4 separate regions of the Hordeum vulgare genome follow, and regions 2, 3 and 4 are each linked to region 1. A link is a contact called in public Hi-C data. All regions are on one chromosome and are shown on one strand. Each heading gives the region's core, a stretch centred on a gene start, on an enhancer-like site or on the middle of the called end of the contact. The rest is flanking DNA. Distances are from core to core; before and after follow the strand shown.

Region 1 (3,219 bases), core at 383-2,882:
GGCGACGCGCATGGGCCGGCAGAAACAGGTGCGCTGCATCTTTTTTCAATGCCTAGAGCGTAATATAGGAGGGACCTACATGGCTGGCCCAGTCCGAAAATTTCCTGTTTCAAACGTCTTTTATGACTTATAGATGGCATTGGTGGATAATTTTAACCAACTTTAGGGGCAATTTGAATGACGTACGACAGAAGCATTATTTGCTTTATTAATAGGTAAGATAAGATTTGTTTGGAGTCAAATTTTATAAAATTTGACCAACTTTATCTGAAACAATATCAACATTGATAGTACGAATTCAATATCATTGAATACATCATGAAATTAATTTTCTTACAATATAACTTTCAGGGACGGAGCCCAATAGGACCACCCTGTGGCACATGCTACATGGTCCAAATACGTTTTTAGTACTGATTACCAGGTATAAAGCTCAAGGCATCAGGTAGGCAAGCAGAAGTGCTACACGGCCCATGAAATCTGTCTTTAGAAGGCTCTCGTGCTCAACGCTGATCCATTCGATCCGTGTACTGCCACTTATGTACGTTGCAGCCCACATCAAGAACGTTTGCTGCACACGGTAGGCACTTATGCACGCACGCACGATCAATCGATCCGGCTATATGATGAACATAGCAAATCCATCCCTTGATTAGGGTTTGCTCAAAGAACAATTGATTAGGAAACCGTCTCCTCTCGTCGGCTTTTGTTGTCCCGACTTTCGAACAGCCGAGAACAACCAACGATCGCAGCGGTGGCCGCCGGCAAGTGATCCACATATACCCCATGTCTATATCGATATGATTGACATTTGATTTGATCTGTTCCGATGCCGAGCGGCCAGGCGCCCGGCACATGGCCACGCGGCTACCCGCAGTTACGACATCCTGCGAGGAAGTAAGGCAAGCCGGCTCCTGTTACTTGTCTTCCCTCTCTTCTAGATGTTTTTCTTCTACAGATTACAATCATGACTCCCTCGATTCTAATTGTGCTTCGTATATAATTTTATGTGTTATTTTCCCTAAAAAATTACAAGTTGTAAAGATTGTACTGAATTAAACCCTATTTAAATATATTTACATGAATGTGTTTTTGCTAAACGTGGGGCATCGGACAGTGTTTTAACACTAATAACTATATATATAGTTCATGTCATGCAAGTTTTTTTATTTTATCATTATATTAAAAAAATGCATTTTGTATTTATACATCAACGTAGTTTATGTCTGAAATACATCCTTATCCAGTGCATCGGTGCTTGAAAAATATTTAGTATATCGGTGCTTGAAAAATTTATACTATGGTTAAATGGTGCATCAGGGTCACATTAGCTCCAGCTCCGAACTTTAGTATTGGAGATGTTGATTGTTTTTAATATATGTTGGTAATTTTTGAGTAGTTTGACTACAAACAAGTCTTATAATTCAAGTAAAAAAGAAACGAAGGGAGTAGTAGAAATAATTGATCACTAGAGCAGTCGGCCAGCCCTTCTTTGAATCCATGAGAAACCGTAGCTGATTTGTACATTGATTTAAAAAGAAAACGAGATGACACCCTAGCCCCTGATCAGCCCGAGGGCTTAACACCATCGATCAACAGCCCAACCCATAACTAGCTGGCCTGTAGACGCTCCTATCAACAAGTCACGGGGAGCAGTCTGGTCCGAAGCAAACCACCCGAACCTGACGTTTGAGTAATTGCGTTGTCCATAGGAAGCATGCAAGCAAAAGAATGCTATGAATATGTCTTTGCATCCCTCAAAAAATAAAAAATTACCTCCACCATTTTCAAATATAAGTTTTTCTAAATGTTTCACTAAAAAATTACATACGAATATATATAGATATACTTTAGAGTGTAGATTCAATCATTTTGCTCTATGTATTTAGTGAATTTCTCTATGAAACTTATACTTCTTCGGCCCGAAAATAATTGTCATAAGAATGAATATACCTAGATGTATTTTTTTAGATACATTTATTTTTATATATTTATGTGACAATTAATTTCGAAGAGTATTTAAAAAGGGAGCACGTATGCTATGTCTTTGCAAGGGAACGCGGTCAGAGGGTTCCGAGTCTTCTAACGGCTAGTGAATGTCCATAGCATGGAGCAATGATACTGCGCTGACATGCATGGCAGCATGGTTAATCACCGTGTTCCTAGCTTACTCTAGGCGAATGCTGTCTTGCCGCAAGTATCCAAACTTGGCTGTGGTCAGCTATGTGATGATGACTCCACGCAATGTTCAAGTGCCCTCCTCGCGTGGAGCTATGGATTGCGAGAAAGAAGTAGCAGCTACCAAATAAGTCTGCACTACTGGAAAATGACGTATAATGACTTATAAGTGAACAGAAATTAGTGCCGATCGAACAAGTCATTAAAGCTATTTTGAAAAGTTAGCAGTGACGACATTAACGGACGAGAACGCTCCTTGGTCGCTCCCGCGGGTGGCGAGGAGCGAACCATAGCCGTCGCGCGTGTCACACCTCACCGCCCCTCGCCACCGTCGGCATGCGTCATCAGGCAAAGCCTGCACTACGCGGTGGCGGCATGGCCATTTTCTCCTCCCGCTCGAGTTGGGCGGTGCGGTATGGCCACTCCAACGGGCGCTTGGGTGCGATGGTCGCGCTCGCGCGGCGAGGGAGCGGGGGTGATGGGGGAGAGACGCTTGATGGTGCATCGCGGGCGTGGCAATGGTGCCACAGAGAGTGATGTTCAAGACGCGACGTTAGTTGCGGTAGTCGGCACTTCTTCGACGTGTTCGTGGGATGGCCTTGGCTGGTTTGTTGCTGTCAAGTTAAAGTTGCGACGGCGGGGCCTAGTGATGTACGATGACAGGTTGTAGGTGGTTCGTTCAGTGATCTTCCAAGACATCAATCTTGCTTGGTTCTCCTTCGTAGCTCTCTGTTGGTGTGAGAGTTGTGTTTGTCTTTTCACAATGGGTGAGGTCGCGCACGGATCTTCATGTGTCTCCACACAACCTTTTCATTGTGGGTTGGTTCGACGATCATCTATCGTCGTTTCTCAGAGTTTGGGGTGGCGATGACACCTCTAAGGGAGAAGCGATGATGATGACGTTGTTGTGCTGTCTTGATGAGACCCTCTTTGGATTGGCATGTGGGGGTTTCTTTTGTGCGCCGCTTAGCGAGTTGTGATGGTTTTCGTATGGTTTTTCATCAATTAACCGAGCAACTCTTTGTGCTTTTAATGGATGAG
Region 2 (3,219 bases), core at 409-2,908, 800 kb after region 1:
ACGTATAATACGAGCCAGATTTGACAGGGAACTCCTATTTCTGGCCCGTGCGGTGGAAGGCGAGACCTCGCCCACCCACCACGCTCAAACTTTGTCCGGCCCAGGTACCGGGCAGGCTTTCCCCAATTTTCTTCATTTCTTTTTATTTGTTATTTATTTTCTGTTTCCCTTTTATGCTTCTTTAAAAATATTCCATACTAAAAAAACATTTTTGTATTTCAAAAATGTTCATGAGTATTTAAAAGTTTTGAAAAATTTAAAAATCATAAGTCCAAAAAATTATTCTCGAACGGGAAAATGTTCTTGAATTTCCAAATTATTGTTGAATTTTAAAATATTTTTTATTAGAAAAATAGTTCGTGAAATAAAAAAAATCTTTCTATTTTGGCTATTTTTTATTCAAAAATAAAGGGCGGGCCTTCCCTAATTTTTCTGTTTCTTTTTATTGGTTATTTTTATTTTTGTTTCTAGTTTCTTTAAAAAAAAATGTTGTTGAATTCAAAAAATGTTTGTTAGTTCAAAAAATTGTAGCCGAGTTAAAAATATTATTGAATTTCAATATTATTCTTGAATGATAAAAATTCTACTTGCATCCGAAAATTGTTCGTAAATTTAAAAAATATTTGTAAGCATTTCAAGAAATATTCAGCAATTCATTTTTTTACAAATTCAAATGGTTTTCATGAATTTTAAAAATATTCGCGGTATTTAAAAAATGTCCATGAATTTTAAGAACTTTTCCAAATTGAAAAATATGTTCATGAATTTTATAAAATGTTCGTATATATGGAAATTATGTCCGTGAATTCAAATACTACACATGAATGGCAAAAATTGTTCACGATTTCTAAAATGTTCATAGGTTTGTAAAGTGTTCACAAATATCTGAAAATGATAAAAAAAAAACAAGACGAATAGGGATTGTCAATCGAACAAGTTCCTTTATTTCTCAAGAGATGAGATGTCGTGTGGGACATATCGTGGGCCTCGAGTTGGTCGGACTTTTATTCCGATCCGTCTTGGCTTTCAACACGATCACATTGTGTGTGTTTTTCCCTCTCTCCTAATAAAAAAAGAAACACCTATCTAAAAAGCGGAGACGACGGTGGACTCCACCTTTGCAGGTGGTGTCGAGGAGACCTCTTGTTTCGCTCTCCCACGCCACAAATGATTCGTCGTTGTTCTTTCCATCTTACACGATCTCGGCCCGTGGGATGCCGACCTTGCAGGGTCAACCTTGCACGCACCATGCTCGATATGCGCACCTACTGCCGACATCAACATACGACGCATCGTCCTCGTCAACCTATGGAGCGTCCTCATCTATAGCCTTGCTTGTGGCCTCCTTCTAAAGTGAGGAGGAATTATGATGGGGGCATTTGTAAGCATAATAAAAATTGGGGTATCCTAAGTCCACTAAGAGATGGGCCATCCTAAAAATAAGGACGAATCGAAGAAAGACATAGAAGCCTTTTTTTACTATAATACAAGAGAGGGAAAAAAACCATGTAATGGCGTGCAAATCTTTGTGAAAACTTATCATCCAGTGAATCCTCACTTAATTGAGGCGAGGGCTCCAAAAACGTTAGCCATGATGTCACAAGGGCGGTGCTCGGAAAGCCAAGCAAATGAGACGCGGTGTCCGTGTATGCACAAAACTTCCATCACACACATAGAGCCACTCCAACCGACCATGCATTTAATACCTACACATGCTACATAGTGTAACCTGCCGCAGGTTTACTCATTGTATTTTTTTAAAGTCAGCAGAATCACTGCTAAATTCATTGAACAGAAGAAGGATTGGTCTAGTTTATAAGAAAAACCGAACCCGAAAACCATACAGAAGTTGTCAACCGGCTTACAACGCACAACCATACACACAACAACAAGGAAAATCCTTGCCTAAACCATGCCAAGATGGCGAGAGGTCAGGACACAGAGTCACAAGAACGCTTTACAACTGAAGCAAACAAACCAAACCCCAGGCAAGCACGCGTCAACGTACGGTCCATCCATGATGCCGAAAAGAGAGAGGAGTGGACAACATGACCTGACTGGACCTGAGGAAAGCGTCGTCGAAGAGATGCCGCATCAGTGTACATTGCACCCTTGGGGCCCACACTCTAAGTGGAGGCCAACTCTAGCACCAAACACTATAGTAGCACTCCGCGAGCAACCCGAACAGTGCCTCCAAGAAGGTAACGACGCATAGCGCCGCCACTGCCTGAACCAGCTTGCTCGATCTGGGGTTTCCCCTGTTGCACGGGAGGAGGATGATAAGGTCCTAGACAACACCTTTAAGAAGGTCACGGCGCCCGCAGGTGTCGCCGTCGTCCACAACAACATCATGCCCACAATCCACACACAGACCATTGAAAGCGAGCAACAAGACCAGACCACCGACGAGAGGCCATCCTATACCGCTGGCAGTGGGGATGATTGCCACCTCAAGCAACTCCCAGGACAGACCGGCGTGTGGCCAATCCTACGGGTGGATGCAACGCCCATCGACGGTGCCATTCGTCACCCGCGGGCCACCATACCCTCACGCCATCACCTGCCATAGCACGCCGAGCTAGCCACAAACCTGAAGGATGCAACGCCACCAGACGGTGGCGCCATTCCACTCCGGCTCTCCCCACCGACCACCACCATCTCGCAACCTCTCCTTCCTCGAGGCAGCACCACCACCATCTGCGCCGGGAGCGCCCTGTCGAGCAGCGGCAATGCTTGGTCAGCCCAGGACGAGCGACCCCGCTGAGCCCAGATCAGGCCCAAACAAGTCGAGATGCGCCGCCGTGTCCCACATCCAGGGCGCCGTCACCGGTAGCGTGGTGCCGCAGCCCCTCCGCCTGCACGTGCCACACTCGCCGCATCGTCAGCCTGCTCGCGTCGCGCCCGCCGCGATCGTCGCAAGCTCGCGTCGCAGCCATCGCCCGCGTGCACCACGCGTGCCGCGCCATCTCGTCGCGCCCACTTGCCGGCGCGCACCGCGCCCCACGCCTCTCCCGGCCGAGCGCCCCCATGCTTCCCAGGCCGTGCAAGAGGGATAGAAGGAGGACCTCGCCGCTTGCCAGCGACGACGAAGGAGGGGAGATCTAGGGGAGGGGACTGGTGTGGCAGCTAGGGTTTGCCTGGGTCGCCCACGGGGGAGGGCGACACGAGCGAGAGAGGCGAGACAGACCCAACCTGAAAAATGGAAGCCTGGTTTACTCA
Region 3 (3,219 bases), core at 193-2,692, 700 kb before region 1:
AGTTTCTTTGAACACTGTCTAGAGTTTTACTAGCGTAATGGATGACACTTAATTTCTTATCAACTCTTTGCCCTAGAACATCATGTTATTAATATGCTCGGGCAAACCTTAAAACCAACGGGACGACCTATGTAGATGCACAGTGATAGAATTTTTGTGAGCAAGTAGTTGGCAGGTACCCGACGAAAAATACTTCCCTTACCGTGGGAACGCCCAACATGCCATGTGATGCATCCTAGTAACGTTATGTGGCGCACCGTGGGTGCTTCCCTATTGTGAGTTTTATTTTGTGTTTTTCATTTTTTGGCTTGCCTCTTATTTTTTAAATGTTTTTTATAGTTTTCGTTTGCCAAGTCCATGGAGTACAATTGTGCTTCCCCGCGAAAGCATATTGTTGCGAAAGTTATCATCATTAAAAAATTTGAGAGTGACCTTTCAAAGAAATATTTCCTAACTAGTGATTTTATGGTGTTTGAAGTTTTTAAAATTCCATGAATGGTTTGTTTTCTCGTTGAGACCGTATTTTTCTTTTGTGTTTATTCGTCGTTTTTAAGTTTCTTTTGTTCTATTTTTTATTTTCGTTTTTTTAAACGCGAACATTTTAAAATTCCTTTTTTGCACATTCGTGATTACTCAAATATAATGATTATTTTTATTAAATACATGCTTATCTTTAAGATAAATCCGAACACTTTTTTATATTTATAATATTTTTTAAATTTTGGTTGTTTTCCAAATTTGTGCATATTTTATTTATTCATGAACTTTTTTATTTTTGAAACATTTTTCTAAAATCCCTAAAAATCATGGTCGATTTTGATTACATGAAATTTTCAGATCTATAAGAATACCATAACTGGCTTCGTCAAACCAGGTGAAACTTTTTTCTTTAATGAGCAAGCGAAATTTAAACCCATTAAGCCTGGCGTGAAGTGCATGGCACATGGCGCAAGTTGTTTGGCTGCAATAAGAAGTTTTTGAGAATTCTTTTTAGATGAAGGTGGGGATTATCTTCTAAATGTATTTTTTTAGATGGAAATCAGGACGTAAGGTATTTTTTGAATGGTGGATTATGCAAAGTGGGGCTCGCTGGTAGACTGTGGTGGTAATTTTGTTTTTTACTTTTACTTTTTTACTTCTTTTTTAGATGAAGGTAAGGATTTTTTGTAAGATGTTTTTTAGAAAGAAGCAAGGATTTTATATATTTTTTAAATGAAAATATACGCACAACTTCCTTTCAAACGGCACCACTCGATGATGCTCCACTCATGAGAAATAAAACGAGTTTTTTTTGACAGAAGAGAAATAAAACGAGCTAGAGCGAGCGACTGCGATATATTTTTATTTTTGAGCCGGCAAGTTAGGTTAGACGTGTACGTCCTACGGAAGCTAGTTCCGGCCGTGAGAGCTATATATCTAGCGTAAGCCGAGACTGGGACCTCCTATGTAGCGCTTCAGGCGCCACTAAGGGAACAGGCGCCTGCTGCGCCCATCTTTATGGACCAGCCCATATAAAATGGTTATTAAAAAAGGAAAAAAAGTTACAGAATTTTCAAAAACTTTAGATTTTCGAAAAAACCAACGATTATGAAAAAAAAATCACCGACTTTGGGAAATACGTTCATGATTTTTCAAAAAGTTAATAGAATTCAACCAAAATATCGTCGATTTTGAAAAAAAGTTCAACAATTTTTAAAAAGTGTTCACTAATTTTGGAAAAAGTTTATGAATTTTAAATTATGTTCGTTCATTTTAAAAACAGATCACCGATTTAGAAAAAGTTCATCGATTTCAAATAAAAAAATCATCTATTTTGGAAAAAGTTCACCAATTTCAAAAAAAGTTCGTAGACTAAAATAGTTTACGGGATAAAAAAGTTCATGATGAATTTCTAGATAGGCCGGCCCATTGTAGAGCGCTGCAGACGCCGGTTAACACTTTTTGCCTGTAACCGACGCCTTTGTCACTAAATAGGGTTTGCCGCCGAGACTAGCTATGGTTCGCCTAAAGCTTTCGTGGCCGTACAGTCTTAGCTGGCCTATTTTGCTCGTTCCTGTTTGCTCGCTCATTCGTGACCATCTTTTTCGTTTCTTTCTTAGTTTTTTTCTTGTTTCTTCGATTTCTTTGGCTTTAGTGTGTTTTATTTTTCTGTTTTCAGGGTTTTTTTATTTTTCTTTCTTGTTTTATTAAGTTTTTACTTTTTATTTGTTTTCTCTATTTCATTTTGAAATATACATTTTTATGTATAATCTTTTACTTCACATTGTACATTTGTTATATGTCAGGAACATTATTTATACAAAATTATTATCATTTTTAAAATACACATTTAACATGTTTCAAATAAGTTATTAATAAATTTAAACAAAATGTTCAATAACTAATTTTTTCTTACACGATGTAAAAGACATTATACATCAGGAACATTACACATATACACCTTTTCCAAATACAGGTTTAATATATTTTTAATACATTATAAGTATTTTTGGTGGGTACTATTAACCATACATGTTATATATTTTTTGTTGAGGCCTCCTAAATGTGTGTCGGCGGATCTTTTAAAAGATCCGCCGCCTTCCAAGCCGTTCAATTATATGATGTGAGCCGTGGGTTCCACTGTTCTATTTTCTACCACAAGCCCCATTTGCAAACCTCATTCCCGCAACAAGATCTCATTTGCAAAAAAAAAATCTTTGTTTTCCTACAACAAAATTCTTGTTGCAAACAGAATTCCTACAACAAGATCCCAATTGCAAAAGTGCAACATCTTCAACCTCTTCTCTATATTCTTGCAGAAATACTCTTGTTGCAAAATTTACAGCAGCATCTCCAACCCCTTTTGTGTATTCTTGCAACAAACCCCTTATTGCTATTTTATTCAATAAAACCATGTTGCAAAAAATGTCACTCCGTCACAGCCGTCACCGAAACAACATCGTTGTTGTAGGAACTGTTGTTGTATGCAATGCCGGTGTTTGTAGGTAACCTTGTGGAAGCAGGAGTCATGCCTATCCACACCGGTCCTCCTTCAGGATGGCGGTGACGATGCTACGGTGACGGAGTGCCTTGTAGAGGAAAGATAGAAAGAAAGGGCGAGGAGAAGAAGAGGGGCGGGGGTGCCGGAGCAATGCCATTTGGTTTGATGCACTGGAGGTAGGAGAAGAGGTTGGGGAAGAAGATGTGAATGGGGCTTCTCGTTGGAGATAAGAAGAAAAA
Region 4 (3,219 bases), core at 449-2,948, 680 kb after region 1:
AAGGAACATGGGTAGACTTGTTAAAACAGAGTTTATTAAAACCAACCTACCTCCATATGACATAAGCTTGCCCTTCCAGCAACTTAGTTTCTTTTCAAATCTTTCTTCAATACATTTCCATTCTTTAATTGTTAACCGTCTGTGATGAATAGGGATCCCAAGATAGCTAAAAGGTAGAGAACCCATCTCACAACCAAATAGCTGTCGATAAGCGTCTTGCTCTTCTCTTGCCTTCCCAAAGCATAAGAGTTCACTTTTGTTAAAATTAATTTTCAACCCCGATAGTTGTTCAAACAAACATAAAATTAATTTCATATTCCTCGCTTTCTCCATATCATGTTCCATGAAAATGATTGTATCATCCGCATATTGTAGAATGGACACACCTCCATCTACCAGATGTGGAATGAGACCACCTATTTGTCCTTTCTCTTTGGCTCTTTCAGTGAGTATTGTCAACATATCTGCTACTATATTAAACGATATTCTAGACGTTGAATCCCCCTGTCTTAACCCCTTATGTGTTTGAAAGAAATTAGCAATGTCATCATTAACTTTAACACCGACACTCCCCTTATGAATGAAAGTGTCAACCACAACAACACCCTCCAAAATGTGTCGCCCAGGCATGAACGCTGACTGTGTTGGTTGAACAACTGAATCGGCTATCTTTGTTAATCTATTGGTGGCTGTCTTAGTAAACATTATCAGGGCTGTGTGATGTGGATAAACATTCTACGATTGTAGCAGTATTGTTTATACAAGAGAGTATGGTTGTATTCTTTCAGAACGAATGTTTGCCCGTCATTCTTTAGACTTTAGACTGGCACCGTATGATAGAGAAAGCTCTATGCGTTATTATAACAAAAGGAAAACATCTGCACAATTAGCGTATGTAGAGTAGTATTAAAGCCATGAAAAGAGTCGGTAAGCATGCTGGAGTGTTCCCTTTTCTCTTTACTGCCGGTGCCAGAGTGCTGGGTGTGGATACTCTTTTGGTTTGGTTTTCTTCCAAGCTAAGCTTCCTTCCTCATTGCAGAGAAGAAGCTTCTTTTACAGAGAAGTTGTTCAGCTCAGTGGTAATGTACATATACAACGATTTTGTCCTGCTAATAATGAAAAGAAAGATCAATGACAGAGTAAAACCCAGGAAAAAAAAGGATGATATCCAGTTAACGATACCATTAGCTTCTCCCCTAAAAAATAGAGGGAGAGAGAGATACCATTAGCTTCTTTTGGGAAACGATGTAATAATGTTATTATGGAGCCAGACACACAACACTTTCCACGGCGGCAAAAGCAAACAGTAGTCCACCACGACTACATGTACTTTGAACTGCCGGGCAGTTGAAGTATACTAATATATCCTGTGAATTTGAATCCGGAAGTCTCTATAAAGTCGGAATTAGCCGTACCATGCATGCAGAGCAGTGCATGTTCCTAGGGTTAGGACTAACCACTCCACTGAAGAGAAGGAAAAATGAGAAAGGTTTTGCAGTACTCGAAGTTTCTGCATTTACCGGCAATTATATCAGCAGCAGCGAGTACACGGTATATCTACCGTACACCCACTATTAAGGAAGGAAATTAGCAGACTGGACAGCGCAGCTGCGTTCACACCGGACCGGAGCGAGTGAGCAGCCGAGAGTGACTAGGGAGCCTGCCGCAGCGTACCGTGGACTGAAAAGAGGGGAGGGGGACAGCTCGGCCCAAGCTGTCTTCTTCCTCGCCACTTTCATTCCCCTGCCGCCGTAGCTCAACGCCGCATTCCCCGCTCGCTTTATTACTCCCGCCGTCCTCCTCCATTTATACCCTTTCCTTTCGCCCCGCAACTTGCATCCCAGCATACTTTCCCTTCCAATTCCGGTTTGTTAACGCAAAGCACGAGCACAGCTGCGGCCGGCGAAAGATAGCAGCTCCAGCTATAATAAGGGCCATCTCCTTCTCTTTCTCTTTCTGCGACTCCACTCACTCCTTCCAGATCTAGAGCTTCTTCCCGGGCCGCCTTCCATGCCTCCCAGGCCTTCTCTGCCATTGGCATTCCTGCTCCTCCTGGCGGCGAGGCTCGCCGGCGCTGATGACCCCTACCGTTACTTCACCTGGATTGTGACGTATGGCCCCATCAACCCGCTCGGCACCACCCAGCAGGTACGCTACAACCAATGTGGGTGGCCACCTCCCTGCATTTTGCTACATAGATTGGGGGTACCCTCTCACTTTGTCGTTTCTGGGTGCTTCCCAAATGCCAAATATTGCTCATGACTGGTGATTTTTCATGCCCAAATTTTCCACAATGTTGGTTGATGCCAGTTTCGTCCCAATTTTTTTTTACTTGCAATTTAGTGGTACCGTGAAAATTACTAGTACTAGTCACCATACCGGTGAGGTGAGGGAAAAAAATAATTATCGGACTGACTGACCAGTAATCTTTGTTCAAGGGCATCCTGATCAACGGGCAGTTCCCGGGCCCTCGCATCGACTGCGTCACCAACGACAACCTCATCGTCAACGTGGTCAACAACCTCGACGAGCCGTTCCTCATCACATGGTCCGTATATTCAACTTCTTCCCCAACCTCCTATCTTCTTGCAACCGGACGACACCAATGGTGGCGGACAAGGTTTCTTGGCCGAGCTCACTCTCTACTTGCAAACGCCAATGCAAAAATGCAGGAACGGGATCAAGCAGCGCAAGAACTCATGGCAGGACGGCGTGGCGGGGACCAACTGCCCCATCCCGCCAGGCGCCAACTACACCTACAAGTTCCAGGCCAAGGACCAGATCGGCACCTTCACCTACTTCCCCTCCGTGGCGCTGCACCGCGCCGCCGGGGGGTTCGGCGCCCTCAACGTCTACCAGCGGCCCTCCATCCCCGTCCCCTACCCGCTCCCCGCCGGCGACTTCACACTCCTCGTCGGTGACTGGTACCTCGCCGGACACGACCAGCTCCGCCAGACACTCGACTCCGGCGCGCCGCTCCCGTTCCCGGACGCGCTGCTCATCAACGGCATGCCCTCCGCCACCTTGGTGGGCGACCAAGGTAGGCAGCATTCTCACAGTCTCTGTTCCGAAACCGGCACTGCAAATGAATAACAGTCTTGGTTTTGTTATTCAGGGAGGACGTATCTGTTGAGGGTGTCCAATGTCGGGATGAAGACGTCGATCAACTTCCGGATCCAGGGCCATTCTCTGAGGCTGGCGGAGGTGGAAGGCACGCAC

What was found. Hi-C and Micro-C count contacts between places; a contact is called where the count stands out from the background.
Region 2: a Hi-C map of leaf shows a contact between it and region 1, with 5 times the contacts expected there. The contact joins the promoter of LOC123430104 here to the enhancer-like site in region 1. A contact is called at or near these places in 4 of 6 Hi-C or Micro-C datasets (leaf and seedling).
Region 3: a contact with region 1 is called in a Hi-C map of seedling, with 3 times the contacts expected there. The contact joins two enhancer-like sites. A contact is called at or near these places in 3 of 6 Hi-C or Micro-C datasets (leaf and seedling).
Region 4: a Hi-C map of leaf shows a contact between it and region 1, with 8 times the contacts expected there. The contact joins the promoter of LOC123430105 here to the enhancer-like site in region 1. A contact is called at or near these places in 3 of 6 Hi-C or Micro-C datasets (leaf and seedling) and 1 of 1 datasets of contacts at active chromatin or transcription factors (embryo).

Annotation. Positions count from the first base shown.
Region 1 is chr2H:372,115,279-372,118,497 of MorexV3_pseudomolecules_assembly, reverse strand. No RefSeq gene overlaps it. Among protein-coding and RNA genes, the nearest start is that of LOC123426316, 290 kb to the left of the region's middle. Within about 2 kb of position 1,632, at least 3 of the 3 cell types and tissues checked have open chromatin away from gene starts, as enhancers often do. A contact at or near this core is called in leaf and seedling, where this site is marked.
Region 2 is chr2H:371,311,118-371,314,336 of MorexV3_pseudomolecules_assembly, reverse strand. It overlaps LOC123430104 (protein transport protein SEC31-like), which reads left to right and starts at 1,658. Exons shown (of 1, transcript XM_045114015.1): 1 at 1,658-3,219. The coding sequence starts at 2,598. The coding sequence ends at 3,056.
Region 3 is chr2H:372,811,479-372,814,697 of MorexV3_pseudomolecules_assembly, reverse strand. No RefSeq gene overlaps it. Among protein-coding and RNA genes, the nearest start is that of LOC123426318, 63 kb to the left of the region's middle. Within about 2 kb of position 1,442, at least 3 of the 3 cell types and tissues checked have open chromatin away from gene starts, as enhancers often do. A contact at or near this core is called in leaf and seedling, where this site is marked.
Region 4 is chr2H:371,434,513-371,437,731 of MorexV3_pseudomolecules_assembly, reverse strand. LOC123430105 (L-ascorbate oxidase homolog) reads left to right here and starts at 1,698. Exons shown (of 6, transcript XM_045114016.1): 1 at 1,698-2,148; 2 at 2,439-2,548; 3 at 2,673-3,040; 4 at 3,116-3,219. The coding sequence starts at 2,011.